Linked DNA regions of Mus musculus: regions 2, 3 and 4 are each linked to region 1. The links are chromatin contacts, called in public HiChIP or PLAC-seq maps. All regions are on one chromosome and are shown on one strand. Each heading gives the region's core, a stretch centred on a gene start, on an enhancer-like site or on the middle of the called end of the contact. The rest is flanking DNA. Distances are from core to core; before and after follow the strand shown.

The links. HiChIP or PLAC-seq counts read pairs in DNA pulled down with a chosen protein or histone mark.
Region 2: a FOXA1 HiChIP or PLAC-seq map of pancreatic cancer cells shows a contact between it and region 1. The contact joins the promoter of Krt33a here to the promoter of Krt23 in region 1. A contact is called at or near these places in 18 of 39 promoter capture datasets (3T3-L1-derived adipocytes, the C10 cell line, the HPC-7 cell line and 13 more), 2 of 484 Hi-C or Micro-C datasets (the MC38 cell line and hematopoietic stem and progenitor cells), 3 of 115 datasets of contacts at active chromatin or transcription factors (differentiating embryonic stem cells, pancreatic cancer cells and trophoblast stem cells) and 2 of 9 other capture datasets (adipose tissue and embryonic stem cells).
Region 3: an HNF4G HiChIP or PLAC-seq map of pancreatic cancer cells shows a contact between it and region 1. The contact joins the promoter of Krt13 here to the promoter of Krt23 in region 1. A contact is called at or near these places in 10 of 39 promoter capture datasets (the HPC-7 cell line, cranial neural crest, embryonic stem cells and 5 more), 1 of 15 datasets of contacts at CTCF or cohesin (the NIH/3T3 cell line), 3 of 115 datasets of contacts at active chromatin or transcription factors (extraembryonic endoderm stem cells, pancreatic cancer cells and trophoblast stem cells) and 3 of 9 other capture datasets (adipose tissue, embryonic stem cells and macrophages).
Region 4: an HNF4G HiChIP or PLAC-seq map of pancreatic cancer cells shows a contact between it and region 1. The contact joins the enhancer-like site here to the promoter of Krt23 in region 1. A contact is called at or near these places in 16 of 39 promoter capture datasets (3T3-L1-derived adipocytes, the C10 cell line, the HPC-7 cell line and 11 more), 3 of 115 datasets of contacts at active chromatin or transcription factors (extraembryonic endoderm stem cells, pancreatic cancer cells and trophoblast stem cells) and 3 of 9 other capture datasets (adipose tissue, embryonic stem cells and liver).

Annotation. Positions count from the first base shown.
Region 1 is chr11:99,491,389-99,494,588 of GRCm38.p6, forward strand. Krt23 (keratin 23) reads right to left here and starts at 1,732. Exons shown (of 8, transcript NM_033373.2): 1 at 1,281-1,732. The coding sequence starts at 1,676.
Region 2 is chr11:100,014,659-100,018,113 of GRCm38.p6, forward strand. It overlaps Krt33a (keratin 33A), which reads right to left and starts at 1,554. Exons shown (of 7, transcript NM_027983.3): 1 at 1,142-1,554; 2 at 93-175. The coding sequence starts at 1,489.
Region 3 is chr11:100,119,904-100,123,372 of GRCm38.p6, forward strand. Krt13 (keratin 13) reads right to left here and starts at 1,663. Exons shown (of 8, transcript NM_010662.2): 1 at 1,122-1,663; 2 at 70-152. The coding sequence starts at 1,592.
Region 4 is chr11:100,066,110-100,069,232 of GRCm38.p6, forward strand. No RefSeq gene overlaps it. Among named protein-coding and RNA genes, the nearest start is that of Krt31, 17 kb to the left of the region's middle. Within about 2 kb of position 1,357, at least 38 of the 459 cell types and tissues checked have an H3K27ac peak or open chromatin away from gene starts, as enhancers often do. A contact at or near this core is called in pancreatic cancer cells and trophoblast stem cells, where this site is marked.

The DNA.
Region 1 (3,200 bases), core at 482-2,981:
CTTTCTTTCCTCTCCCTACTTCTCTCTCTGGTTGGACTGCCTGCTGTTGGAGCAGGTGTAATCTGGTATTTCTTTTGGGAGTCATGCTCCCAGCTTTCCATCTGTAGACATCATCTTTCCCCTCCATTCTAAAACCAAAGCAACTTCATGAAACGAAAAAACAGCGTGAGGATGTTGAGTCACCTTGTTTTCTTCACAGAGACGACCGCGCACTCTGTAGTTAAGGCAATTACGCACTTGGTTATTAGGCCGATTATTCAATAATTAGGGGTCATTACAAGGACAGATTTATGTTATCTTGATTGGTCCTTCCTACATTCAAGCAAAGATGGCTGAGCATTGTGAAATAATATGGTATTAATATTGGAAGCCTGCAATGGCCTTTCCGGGGGTGCGGGGGTTAAATCATGCTCCTTCATACAAAGGGAAGGGTTATAGCTTTAAGAACACAACTGTGAGATGACTGTCACCCCTCTGCTTGTATCCAGGCATCCCAGAAAGTAGAAGCTGAGCATCTTAGGTGTTTGACTGGGAAGCATGGTATTCTTTGGGAAGCCCATCTCTCCAGTTTTTAAATGCCCAATTTTACTATTCTCACCCCCCCACCCCCAGCAATATGCCTTTATCAGAAGTGTGACCCACTTTATCTTTTAGCAGTTCCTAGAAAAATATCCAGGGATGTCCACGATCTATCTGCTGCTGGAGAGACAGCTTTTTCCGCATGACCTACACAGTAGCGTAACTCAGCCTTTTGTTGATAGAGAGTCACACTGTCGTCAGGCCTCTGAGGTGGAGCAGAACTGATCTGATTTGGAAGCAAATTCTCTCCTGGGCCTTGTGTACCGAGGGTGCACCCTGCATAGCAGCCTTATCATTTCTGTGATGTCGTTGGATCTTACGTGATACTTGCACGGTGACAGGCTGTCTGACACTCCTAAGGCTCACATATTTGGTTCACCCCCCGCCCCACCCCCCCATGTTTTAAAGTGTGTAGAAAACCAGGCAGTTTTGCTGTTTAAAAGATAGTGTATAGTAAATCTGAAATGTTTGCTGTCTGGTTTCTACATCATTTGCAGAGAGGAAATTATTTTTATAAACAGATTTCCCCGAATCCATCCATACTTAAGCTATAGCAGTAAGATTTGGGTGAGCAGTACTTGAGCTGAGTTCTTTTTGCTGTTTGCCCTGGGAACTGCCATGCACACAGTCTGGTTCCCCCTCCCTCTATCCTCTCTGGGTATGGCAGTACCATAGCTACAGGGTCTCTCTCAGTGTCTTACCTGCTCCTGCAGGCGGCTGATGTTTTCCTCATACTGGGAATAATCCTTTCTGTGGCTGGGTTCTCTCTCCTGATGCCACCTTAGTATACGGGTTTCCAGCTTCGAGTTAGCCTCCTCTAGAGCCCGCACCTTCTCCAGATATGTGGCCAGGCGATCGTTGAGATTCTGCATGGTGGCCTTGCCATTGCCACCTAGCAGGGGACTGCTTCTTCCAGACCCCCATGATCCTCCAGGAGGCAGGCAGCCTGGCGTGGTGAAGGAAAGGGAGATGCGGACACCCCCTGCGCCTCCATGGACACTCGGTGCCCGATGGCAGCTCCCCTGCCGCCCCCGGGTGCTTCCGAGGCTGTGGACAGAGGCCGAGTAGGTCTGGTTAAAGCTGTGGCTGGAGTTCATGGTCCCATCTGTGTATGGAGCAGGGCTATCTCAGCTCTCTGACGCTCACAGGACTGAACTGCCTCAGACTGCTTGAGATGGTTTTATGCCCTTTGCTGTGGGAGTTTCCTTCTCTGACAACTGTACCGACAAGATCCTATCATTGTGCAATGTGTGTTTCCTCTTGGTCAATCCGGAGGTGCCCCTGGGCCAACACACTCTGCTGTTGTTGTTTAGAACCACGTGAATATGCCAGTTACCACCTCCCTCCCAGTGGTAACCCGGAGGCGTGGCCCAGGCCACCAGGTGGGTAGCAGATCTCAGATGTCTTTCTAATCTCGCAGTGGAAAATTTCCAATGTACATTCGCCCAAAAAAGGTCAGATTAAAGTCCACAGTAAGACTGGTGTGGTATAGCTTTTCTTTTAAAAAAAACCAACCATTAATCTCTCTCACACACACAGTGCTCCAGATAAACCCTCTTACACCAGGATAAGAAAGACTTACAAGGTTAGAACCAGAACAAACCAGAATCTCAAGTCCTGGAGGAAATCTGCTCCCGTGCGGAAGGAAACAGAGAGGGCTCTGAATATCTGATTCCTTTGTGTCTGCTGCCGTTTGATGGAAAGTAATTTCAAAGGAATCACTCTTCAGAACAAACCCTCAATTACAGTCGTAATTAATTAATGAATGACTGGCCTTCCGCTTCCAGGATGCCTTTGATCCCAGCACACCTCAAAACCAAACAAGCCAGCCTGTGCCTGGGATGTCCCTGGGCTCCAGGGAGGAAAAGATGGCTTTGCTATTTGACCAGTAGCCCTGGGCAGTCTCTGTTTTTTTTGGTTGAGTCCCCGGACCATTGACCTGTATGCGATCTACAGCAGGGGCTATGAAAACAGGAAGCCCGTCGTGGTGGTCTGACATGTGTGATGCATCTTAACTTTCTGCCAAGGCAGAGGTTGAGAGTGAATAATGATGTAGTTTGGGGCAAGGGCTCTGTGCTGGTTACTGGTGACTCCATTTAAAGATGACGTAGAAATAAGCTGTCAGGGTCTATGGAGATAGTTCAGAGGGTCAGGGTCCTTGCTGGGCCAGCCATGCACACAGTCTATGTGTATCCCCAGAGTCTATGTGTGGTGTTGCTATTACACCTTTCCGTTGTTGGTGTGAGTGCAGAGACAGGAGGGTCTCTGGGGCTTGGAGCCCACCAGTGTAACTCCTGGTTTAAGGAGAGACTCTGTCTCAGTGGAATAAGGTAGAAGGTGACAGAGGAGGACACCCAGTGACCTTTGCTGCTTTCTGGTGTGCTCATCCTCTCCCACCCCCATGCTCACAAACATGAGGCACACATACATACGAAACAAAAAATAAAATGTCAGTTATCAGAAGAGACTTTGGTGTCACTCTTCAATGCCACCAACTGCACAGATCAGGGAAAATGAGGCCTGTATGGGATATGGGGAGGATGAACTGAGTTAGGGAAGCCACATAGCACTGCTATCAGTCACAAAGAGGTCCTGTACAGGACCATAATGGTACTTCTTCC
Region 2 (3,455 bases), core at 304-2,803, 520 kb after region 1:
ATCAACACAGGCCTGTGTGAACAACAGAAAAAGGGAAGAGAGAAAAGGGAGGTAGAGACAAGCAATAACGCCCCACTGATCCACCCACTCACTTGGTCCTGAAGTCATCAGAAGCCAGCTTGGCATTGTCGATCTGCACGACCAGCCTGGCGTTCTCAGATTTGCCACACAAGATCTAGAGATCCAAAAACATTGTATAATGAGCAGGAGGGTGGCTCTTTTTATCAAGAGAAATCCTCTTAATTTGTTTATATGGAAACATCAGAATATTTTTTTAATTACAGCATATTGTGTGTCTATTACATGCTATTCATATACAATAAATGCTCAAAAAATACTTGAGGGACTAAATCTGGAGGCAGACATGCAAATAAACAAAAATTTATCAGCAGATGATCTTATTTTTCTCCTTTCTTAATAAGGAATATTAATAAACTGATAAAAACAATTTGTATTTGTTTAAAACAACTGGTGTTTGGTTAGAAAGGCTCTAAAAGTTAAAAAAATATTGCACTTTAACAAACTTTCAGTCAAGTTGGCAAGATGAATACATAAAGCAGAAACACAGGGGCAGAGGCAATGGAGGTTGTTCCTGTTCTCAGGGCCATCCTGGATGGCTTGGGACCATTTCTATTTAGTGTCTAATATTTCTGGTTTTAGTGAAATACTCTTATTCCTCACTGTACAAGGTGCACCAAGGAAATTCCAGGGTCAAGATAATGAGATCAGAGTGGTAAGGTGCCCAAAAGAGGTCAACCAGAGGTCAGAGTAGCAACATACCAAGTTAAGAGAGAAAAAAACCTGGTCCTTCCTACTACATGACTTCCTTCTTTGGCTCAGTCCTTTTCTCTTTCCTTAAGGAAATACTTTCAGAGCTCAGAAACACCCACAGACCACTCTTAATAATAGTGGGGGTTATCTAAACTCCTATGACCTCCACCAAGTCTAATTTCTGCCAAGATTCAAAACTAACAGTCTCCAGTCTGCAAATAGAAGAGTCCACAAGAAAAAAAATGCTTAAAAAGCTGGAAATGTGGTTATCAAATTTTCCACCACGCCAAGAGTTCATGTCATTTCTGTGTCTCACACGTTCTCCTGAGAACTTCCTGCTAGGAATGCTGTGGGTGCCCGTCCCGCTCACCTTCTGCTGCAGCTCCTCAATGGTCCTGAAGTAGGCCTGGTAGGCAGGACACACCAGGGGGTCCTGCTGCTGGTTCCTCTCCTGGATCCTACATTCCAGCTCTGCATTCTCTCTCTCCAGCTGCCTCACCTTCTCCATATAGGAGGCCAGGCGGTCATTCAGGAACTGCATGGTCTCCTTCTCATTGCCATTGAAGGAGCCCTCACAGAACCAATTGCAGTTGCCCACATTGGCGGGGATGTTGCAGGCCCCGGGCAGGGTGCAGCCATGGCAGCTGGGGGGCACGCAGGGCCTGGAAGAGCAGCTGGTGCGGCAGCTCATGGCGGGCAGGCAGCAGTTGTATGGCATGGTGCTGGAGGGAGGGAGGTGCCTGGCTGAAGATGAGGTGTGTATTCTCCAAGCCTCAGAGCTCTGAGTCCCCTTCCTCTGGTGAGCTTTTATATCCACTCCAAATTGGGTGGGGACGTATAAGTCAGTCTCTCTCTCTTTTTTCTTTTGGCTTTGCTCATTTAGTGATGGTCAAAGGCTACCCCATTCATTTGCTCTGCTTCCTCAGAAGACTCCCTTACCTCATAAAAGGCTTTACTTGGGCTTCTCCCTCAGTCGGGACTCCTTGCCGTGCCATCCATCATGAGGTAAGAGCTTGGTGGTATGACTTCAAAGGGTAGGTCTCATGAAAGGCCCAACCTTCATTAATAGGGTGTGGTAGGTCAAGGGACAGTGCTGCTACTCTGTGAGGGCCCCTGACACTTGAGTGAGCCACTGGTCCTGCTCAATGAAACAGAGAAGCAGAATTCTTCCTATGCCCGATTTCCAAAGGTCAGAATCACAGTTTTCAAACAACAAACAAACAAACAAACAAACAAACAAACGAAAACCAGGTGCTGAGATAGCCTAGCTTCTTTGTGACCCTGCTTGTAGATACCGTCCACCAATCACATCGCAGACAGCACTAGGATCGCATCTTATCTCAATCGAGGTACTAGACACTTCAAGGAGAGGAAGGTGGACAAGTGCTACAGGCAGAGGGAACTCCCACTTGTTGGACACCTGCACAGTTCCCAGACAGTCCTGTTGGCTGGCATTGTTTTACAACTTTTGGATCTCACCATCCCTTGGCACAAATCTTCAAGGTAAATGATGTTGTTCCTATTTTACACACAGCAAACCAACGTGTCGCAGGTAGGAGATGCTATGTGGTTATACAAGCCTAACGCCGGCTTCTGTTCATCATTTCACATTGCCACTGGACAAGGAACCCGGTTCCCTTCTGAACCTCTTCAGTCAGGTCTTATCTCCTCTCTGAGCTCTCCTTCTGCTCTACCTTGAGCATGGCATCGTCCTGACTTTTGCTTTTATCTCTCTGTTTGAGCTTCTGACCGAAAGGGCAGGGTGCAATTCATCTTTGAGCTCCAGTTCTAGGACCTTGTTACACGATGAACATATTGAGCGAGTATGGACCAAATAGATGAAGATGTAAACAAGAAGCAAATATCGGAAGCAGGAAGTGACAGGTAGCATGTGAGAGGTTTGCATGTTGGGAAAAGCAAGCATCATCAGGTTTGCAGGTTCACAGACATGGACCTGTGCCGGGACGTAGTGCAGTGTGCTGTCTAAGAAACAGAGAGAGTAAAACCAGGAAGTCCAGGTGAGATTTAGTACACGCACCATGACACAGCAAGAAAACCCAGCATGGTGGAGGAACCCAAGTGTAGGCATCAGTGAAGGGAAATGGTAGAAGATAAAATTATCTAATGAGGCTGAAGTCACTTGCTACCAGTGCACAATGGAAGACTTGGATCACCCTGGTATCAGCATCCATGGGAGTTTTGGAACCTGGGGTATGACAAAAGTTTTGAGGTACCATTTTGACAAATGTTCACAGAGAGAGAGACAGAGACAGAGACAGAGAGACAGACAGAAGAGACAGTTTCAGAAAAAGAATGAAAAGGCTGGACGCAGACAGACCATCAAGGAGGTTATTATAGCAGTCTAGGCAAGCAGCAAAAGGGGGCAAAGGGAATCAAAGGATAGAGTTATGATAGGAACGTTAATGACAGATATGGGTATGACTAGGGTGCAGGTGTGAGAAGTACAGAGATGGGCAGAGGGAAAGAAGAGAGAGAGAGAAGCAAGAGCTGAGGGCCAGACTTTGGAAATTCCAGAGAAGTGGAGACAAAGGGAGAAACAATGAAGGGAGTGAGTTTATGTCATCACCAATGAGCAGGGAGGAGAGCTTATGAAAGAGGAATCCATGCAGGTCCGAGAGATGTGTGACAGGAAGGTGCTCGCCACGCAAGCATTAAGATCGTTC
Region 3 (3,469 bases), core at 413-2,912, 630 kb after region 1:
CACTCCTTTAAAGTTTAGAGTCTAAAGCAAGAGTCTTTGGGGAAAGACTCGTAAGGAGAATGAACTCACTTGAGCCTGAAGTCATCTGCAGCCAGCCTGGCATTGTCAATCTCCAGGATGATCCGGTTGTTGTCCGTGGTGGCTTCCAGAATCTACAAAGCATGGAAGGGACACGCTAAAGCTGGGCTTAGAAAGCAAAACTCACCTTACTTCTGCTTAAGCACTCTGAGAAAGCAGGAGGCAAAGCCAACTCTCTCCTTTTCCTCTTGAATATTCCCCATCAGACCAGGGTGGGAGAGACCAATGATGGCCATTTCAGAGGCCCCACCCACTCAGAACATCTTCCAGTAGTCGTATCTCAGAGCTATCAACTCCCTAAGTCACTGTCTTGATAGCTTTCCCCCTTCAGATCAGAAGGGGCTCAGTGTGACTCCAGATGTATTCTGGCCATGCTCCTGGAGCTGACCTCCCAGATAAGCAAAGAGGAAAACCCATCCACTCAACTCTCTTGAACTCAGGCATCCACTTGAATGCCTGAACATTTACAGCGTAAGCATTTAAAGCCTGCTTTGTGTAATTGGGGCCTGACCCAGGCTAGTAGACTTCTGCTCTGACAAGTTGGTGTCGCAGTGTGATTGACAGGCCACACTGAGGGCTTCCAGGCTCTGTACCAGCCTGAGTCTCAGCCTCTTTACACCCTCTGAGTCATTGCCCACTGAGAATAAGTCTATGGGGTTTCTCCAAAATAAACAGTGAACAACGATATCTTTTCTTTATCCGGTTTATCCGTTTGCAGTGACTTTTTTAAAATGTCACATTTCCAAGTAAGTCAGTCGTAGGTTATAGCAACTGAGTCACAAGTAACAGTTCAGGAAGCCATTAAAAAAAGACTTGGCAGGAGTCATGACACCAATAAACATGAAGTGTGGGAGAGAATGCATTTGGGTCATGGCATAAGAAAATTTCAGTAGCGGAGACTCTCGGTAGTACAAAGTTACAATATTCCCCTTGCAAGAAGAAGGTCGATTCCATCCACACCTGGTCGTCTGTAACACTGCATGGCCTGGCCTCTGAGGCTCTGCCCTGTCCTGAGGAAAACTTCTTAGCATCAGAGGCCTCACCTTGATCCGGAGCTCCTCGATGGTCTTATAATAAGCACTGTAGTCCCGCTCTGGACTAGCTGGGCTCTGTTTCAGATGCCAGTCACGAATCTTCACCTCCAGGTCGGCATTGGCTGCCTCCAAGGCGCGCACCTTATCCAGGTAGCTGGCCAGGCGGTCATTGAGGTTCTGCATGGTGATCTTCTCGTTGCCAGAGAGGAGGCCACCATCGACACCTCCGAAGTCACCAAAGCCACCGCCAAAACCTCCGCCATAGCTACCTCCAAAGCCACCTCCAAAGCCACCTCCAAAGCCACCACCAGCTCCTCCACCAAAGCCACAGCTCATGCCCCCTCCATAGCCTCCAGCTGACCCTCCAGTGACAAACCGAGATGAGCAGGAGGAGATATTACGGCCTCCTCCAAGCTGGCAAGAACCAGCTCCGAAACCACCTCCATAGCTCATGGAGGAACTCTGGAAGCGGCAGCTCATGGTGGGAGCAAGAAGGTGAGAGAGAGAGAGCAGACAGGAGCTGAACTTGACCAAGGCCAAGAGAAGACTATGGCACTTCCCTGCCGTGCATGCCTTTTATGCGTCCTCCACAGGGGTGGGACATCCTCTCTCCTCCCTTCCCCACCCTCTGACCTGATGCCAGCTGTTCCTCCTTTCCCACAAGCCCAGTTACCTCTACTCTCTAGGGTGGGTTATGTCTTTGGGGTGGCTTTTTTCTTTTTAATCCTTAACAAAAGGGATGATTCAGAGGGAGCAGTGTTCTGCTTCAGACTTCTTTTGACAACCAAATTCTACTTCACCTTTCCAGTTAAGAAGTTCCATATCCCAGCCCTGCCCAGTATTAGAACAGGGACTGAACCACAAGGGTCTATCAGATAGCCTCCTTGGGGGAGAGGGGGGAAGGCCAGACTGCAAAGTGGCCCCATGCTGGGTGAAATCCCCATAGCCCTCACCACCCTTCTTTTCTACCTCTAAAATGGCTGGATGGAATGTTCTGGAAACCCCTTAGCTCTTCATCTATGCCAATGCTCCCAACAATTCTGATCACAAATTTTGTTGATCATAAAGAATTAGCCTCATTGGACACCTTGAGCCTGAAAAAGAAATGGTTCTAGGGGCTGGAGAGTTGGCTCCATGGTTAAGAATATTTGCTATTCTGGGCAAGGACCCAAGTTCTGGTCCTGACACCCATATGAGGGCTTACAACTGTCTGTAACTCCTGTTCCAGGGTATCCCATTCCCTCCTCTGGACTTTGTAGGCACCATAAACACTCATGATGCACAAAATACATGCAGTCAGACAATCATAACCAATAGTTAAAAATAAATATTAAAATAAAGAAGAAAATGGCTATAAAAAGCAACACTAAGAGACCCTAAGAGACCTCAGAAAGCAAACCTAGCTGAGGAGACCAAGACACAGGAAGAGACAGCAACCCCACTAAGATGCTTAGAGCCTAAGTATTTTACACTCAATTTCTAATTGTATATATTTATTTTGTGCACTAGTACTAGTGCCGTACACTGTGGAGATCAGAGGACAAGTGTCAGGAGTGAATGCTCGCCTACATTGTGTGTCCCAGGAATGAAACTCGGGTCTGCTGAGCATCTCACAAGTTCTGCACTCACTCTCAAGGATCTTAGCAGCAGCCCCGAGAGGTGGCTTCTCTAGTATCTCCCACTTTACACAGAGAACCAAGTCATAAAGTAGAATCAGAACTGAACCCCAAGGCTAGTTATACCATGCCCAAGACTCATTTTAGATCCATTTTGTATAGAATAAAGTTTATAAATCATAAGTGTTCAATTGCACTATCACCTATGCATCTCCTGTGCAATCACCTTCCAGAACTTTCTAGCACTCTGAAAACTCATGATACCTCTTCTGAGTATATACCTGCAACCCACACCCCTGATCAAATCATTCTTCCAGCTTCTGTCACCAGAGGTAAGTCCATAGCCTCCAACAGAGTCTATGGTTCCCCAAAGGACATTCCACAGTGTTAAGAGTTGTTTGAACTGTCACAATTGAGTGATGGTCCTATTGTGTAGAGGGTAGAAATCAGGGAATGTCTCCACATCAATGAATTACCACACCCCAAAGGTCTACATGGCTGAGGTTCAGAAGCCCTGGATCAATCCAGCACATGAGGTTCATGTTACGTTATTCTGACTGTCTTAGGGAGCCTTCCAAATCTGCAAAAAGCTCTGGAGTTCCTGGCAAGGGCCCTCTCTCATGATATCTGATACAGTTTGTAAGCATTTGACTGAGAGATACATAGAGAGATGTGTCTCAGGGGCAAGAGCTAGCTAGAGTCTCTTGTAAGGACCTCAGAGCGTAACTACAAAGCTCAGGG
Region 4 (3,123 bases), core at 107-2,606, 570 kb after region 1:
CTTCCATTGAGGACTAGGCATCAAGGGGTCACCACTGTAGTGACTCAGGCTAGCATCACCAGGCAGCATCTGAGATCAGCTCTGTCTGACTCTAGCAAAAGTTTTCTATCTTCCAAATGATGTAGCAGCAAAGAAAGGTATCTATGCTTTGTTCTCCTCCCCTCTCCTCTTCCTCTTCCTCTTCCTCTCCTCTTCCTCTCCTCTCCTCTCCTCTCTTCTCCTCTCCTCTCCTCTCCTCTCCCAGATACACAGGTAAGCTAGGATTGGAGATTTTGTTCTTGCGGGCATATTCTGTGCCTGCCAAAGTCAGGAGCTCCTGGCAAAGCCTAGCCCCTCGGGACTGCTTTTCCATCTGCCTTTCCATCACGGCCTGCTAAGGACCACTTTGGTCTTTTCCAGAACCCTGGTTAAGAGGTGATAGTGACCTAGAGGGTTCTAGTGTCAACTGCAATCCTCAAAGCCAGAATTTGTGGGGCAACGAAGACAGAGAACTGAGAAATCTATGACAATGCTTCTCAAAAAAAAAAAAGTACATCTCTGGGCATCGAGCCAGAACCAAGACAATTGTCCCCAGTACCCACGCTGGGCCTCCAGGCCTAAGGAATTTCATGCTTCTGTGACAGGGGCCAATCTGAATGAGAGATAAAACTTGGCAACTCGGTCAAAGCAATTCTCAACATGACCAAGCTCCTTTTAACTAAACTGGATCTCTAAGAGGGCTGAGTTTGCTCTCGGATAAAATACCAAGAGGCCAAAGATGCCAAAAGCACGGTAGGGACATGTTAGTTCTTAGCTGTTCTGAAGGAATCCGAGCCTGGCAACAGGAGTCGTTGGGGAACTACAGGCAAAGTGCACACCGAGAGTCAGGAAAGAGCATTCTCCCAGGGACTTAAGACCCAGCTGCAGTAATGTGGCAAGGCCAATGAGGATCCAACAACTTGAAGACCACCACATGAAGAGCAACACCAAAATAACAGCAACTGACGTGCACGGTGGGTGGCGGTCCACGTGAAGCAGGCGCACAGTCGCATCTTAAAAATCTCTGGGACAATGGACTAGAACCCAAACCCCAGAAGAGACACTGAGAACAATGTGAGCTTTAACGGAAGATAACGACACTCTTGCCAAATTAAATTTCAAAGAAATACAGCATAAGGGCTAACAGAAAGCCAATATTTGGAAGCATCTACTGCTTGCATTTTAGTAGAAATGTCTCCAGGGCAATCTGGTCTTTTGAAAAGGTTAAGAATGGAGGAGATGGAAACACCATGACCCCAGCGCCACCTCCGTGATACCCTCCCTGCATTGGAATCCTGACTTCAGCATCATCTCCAGCACCGTCTCCGTAGGCAAAGTGGGGCTTGTGGTTGACAGGTCACAGCTTGAGAGAGAGGCAAAGGAAACACGCAGTCCCGGTCAGTGGCGATGGTGGGGGAGGCTGCAGGGAGAGAAGAAAGAACGAGCTAAACAAGAGAACATGAAAGATACTTCAGTGGTCAACAGACAAAAATGAGGCCCAAAGGACTGAACAGGAAGCGTGCTATCAACTAGGCACACAAATCAAAGGAACCCATGCTGACAGATCCACTGTTACTAGCATCTGTGTCATTCAGCGTTCTGAAGGCTGAGGATGGGGCCACGAGAGGGCGTGTCTGTCATTTATGTAACATTCTGTCAGCGTAGAGGTGCATGAGTCACTAGACAAAGATACACAGGAAGGTGTGTTCTTTGTGCTGAGATCCGCAAGCACTTCAGTTATTGCTGAGGAATGGCCTGACAGCCTGGTATGTGGTTTGGCCAGGGTTCGCCTACATTACATACGTGCAGCACTCACTCTCCAGAAGGCTCTAGTACATGTTAATCACACCCCACAAGTAGGCCCTGGTGCCCACAAGCTTCTACTGTTTCTAGTTCTCTGCCTCCGGTTGAGCCCAGACCTCAGATAGCCATCTCTCTAAGTTGCTAAGGAGGCTCAGGACCATAGATACCTCATCTTCAGACAGGAGTTCTGTTCACTTGGAGCTGGAGAGATGGCTCAGCAGTTAAGAGTGCTTGCTGCTCTTGCAGAGGACGCAGGTTCAATACCCAGCACCCACATGATGGCTTTCAGCTGTTAACTCCAGTTTCAGGGGATCCGACACTCTCTTCTGACCTTCACAGGCACCAGACACACATGGGATGCACATACATGCATTCAAGCAAAGCACTCATATATATATAATATGTAATTTAAGTTTTTTATTAAAATTCTGTGTGTGTTTCTGCAATAGGGAAGGATGAAGTAGGAAACCTAGGTACCACTACATTCAGCCATGAAGACCATGGCAAAACTCTCAAATTCGGAGGGTTTGGAGAACGCCTCTAGAGCTCTGAAATCAGCATTGCCAATACCATAAGAAGTTCCCATCAAAAATTCTAACAAAACCTTTGCCCTGCACATTCATGTGTTCTCAATACCCGGCCAAAAAGCATCATCCAGAGACATTGTGTTAAATGAACAGCTGGGCCACGTGCGTCATTCCAAAGGAGCACTTTTGATGTGAACGCTGCTCTGGGGCAAGCTGATTTGAGAGCAAAGCCTCTCCCCCACAGAGAGTCTGAGAGTTGACTTAAATGTTTACTATAATATAATATTAGATCATCTCTCCTTTTTTTCTCCCTCCAACCTCTCCAACGTATCCCCTTGCTCTCTTTCAAATTCATAGTCTCTTATTCTATAGTTGATGCTGGTGTGTGTGTGTGTGTATGTGTGTGCGTGTGCGTGTGCCTGTGCCTCTGTGTGTATGTGTGCATGTGTGTATGTGTTCCTAAATTTATAAACACGTTCTGCTCAATCCCTCCACTGTTACTTCTGTGTTTCCTAGCTGACCATTTGATATTAGACAACCAATTGGCATCTTCTTCCCTAGGGAAGACTATGTCCCCCTTTCTCAGCGTCCTTTAGTTGCACCTGAGGCTCAAGAATCATTTCAGAAGAAGGAACCAAAGAATTCTACGAGACAAAGAAACAGGATTCTGTCTTCTAGAAGTATCAGAGAAGCCACACCCATGAAGCCGCGCTGACAAGGCTGACTAAAAATGACTTGGACCAGAACAGCACCAATGGGTATCCTAGGGTGGAAA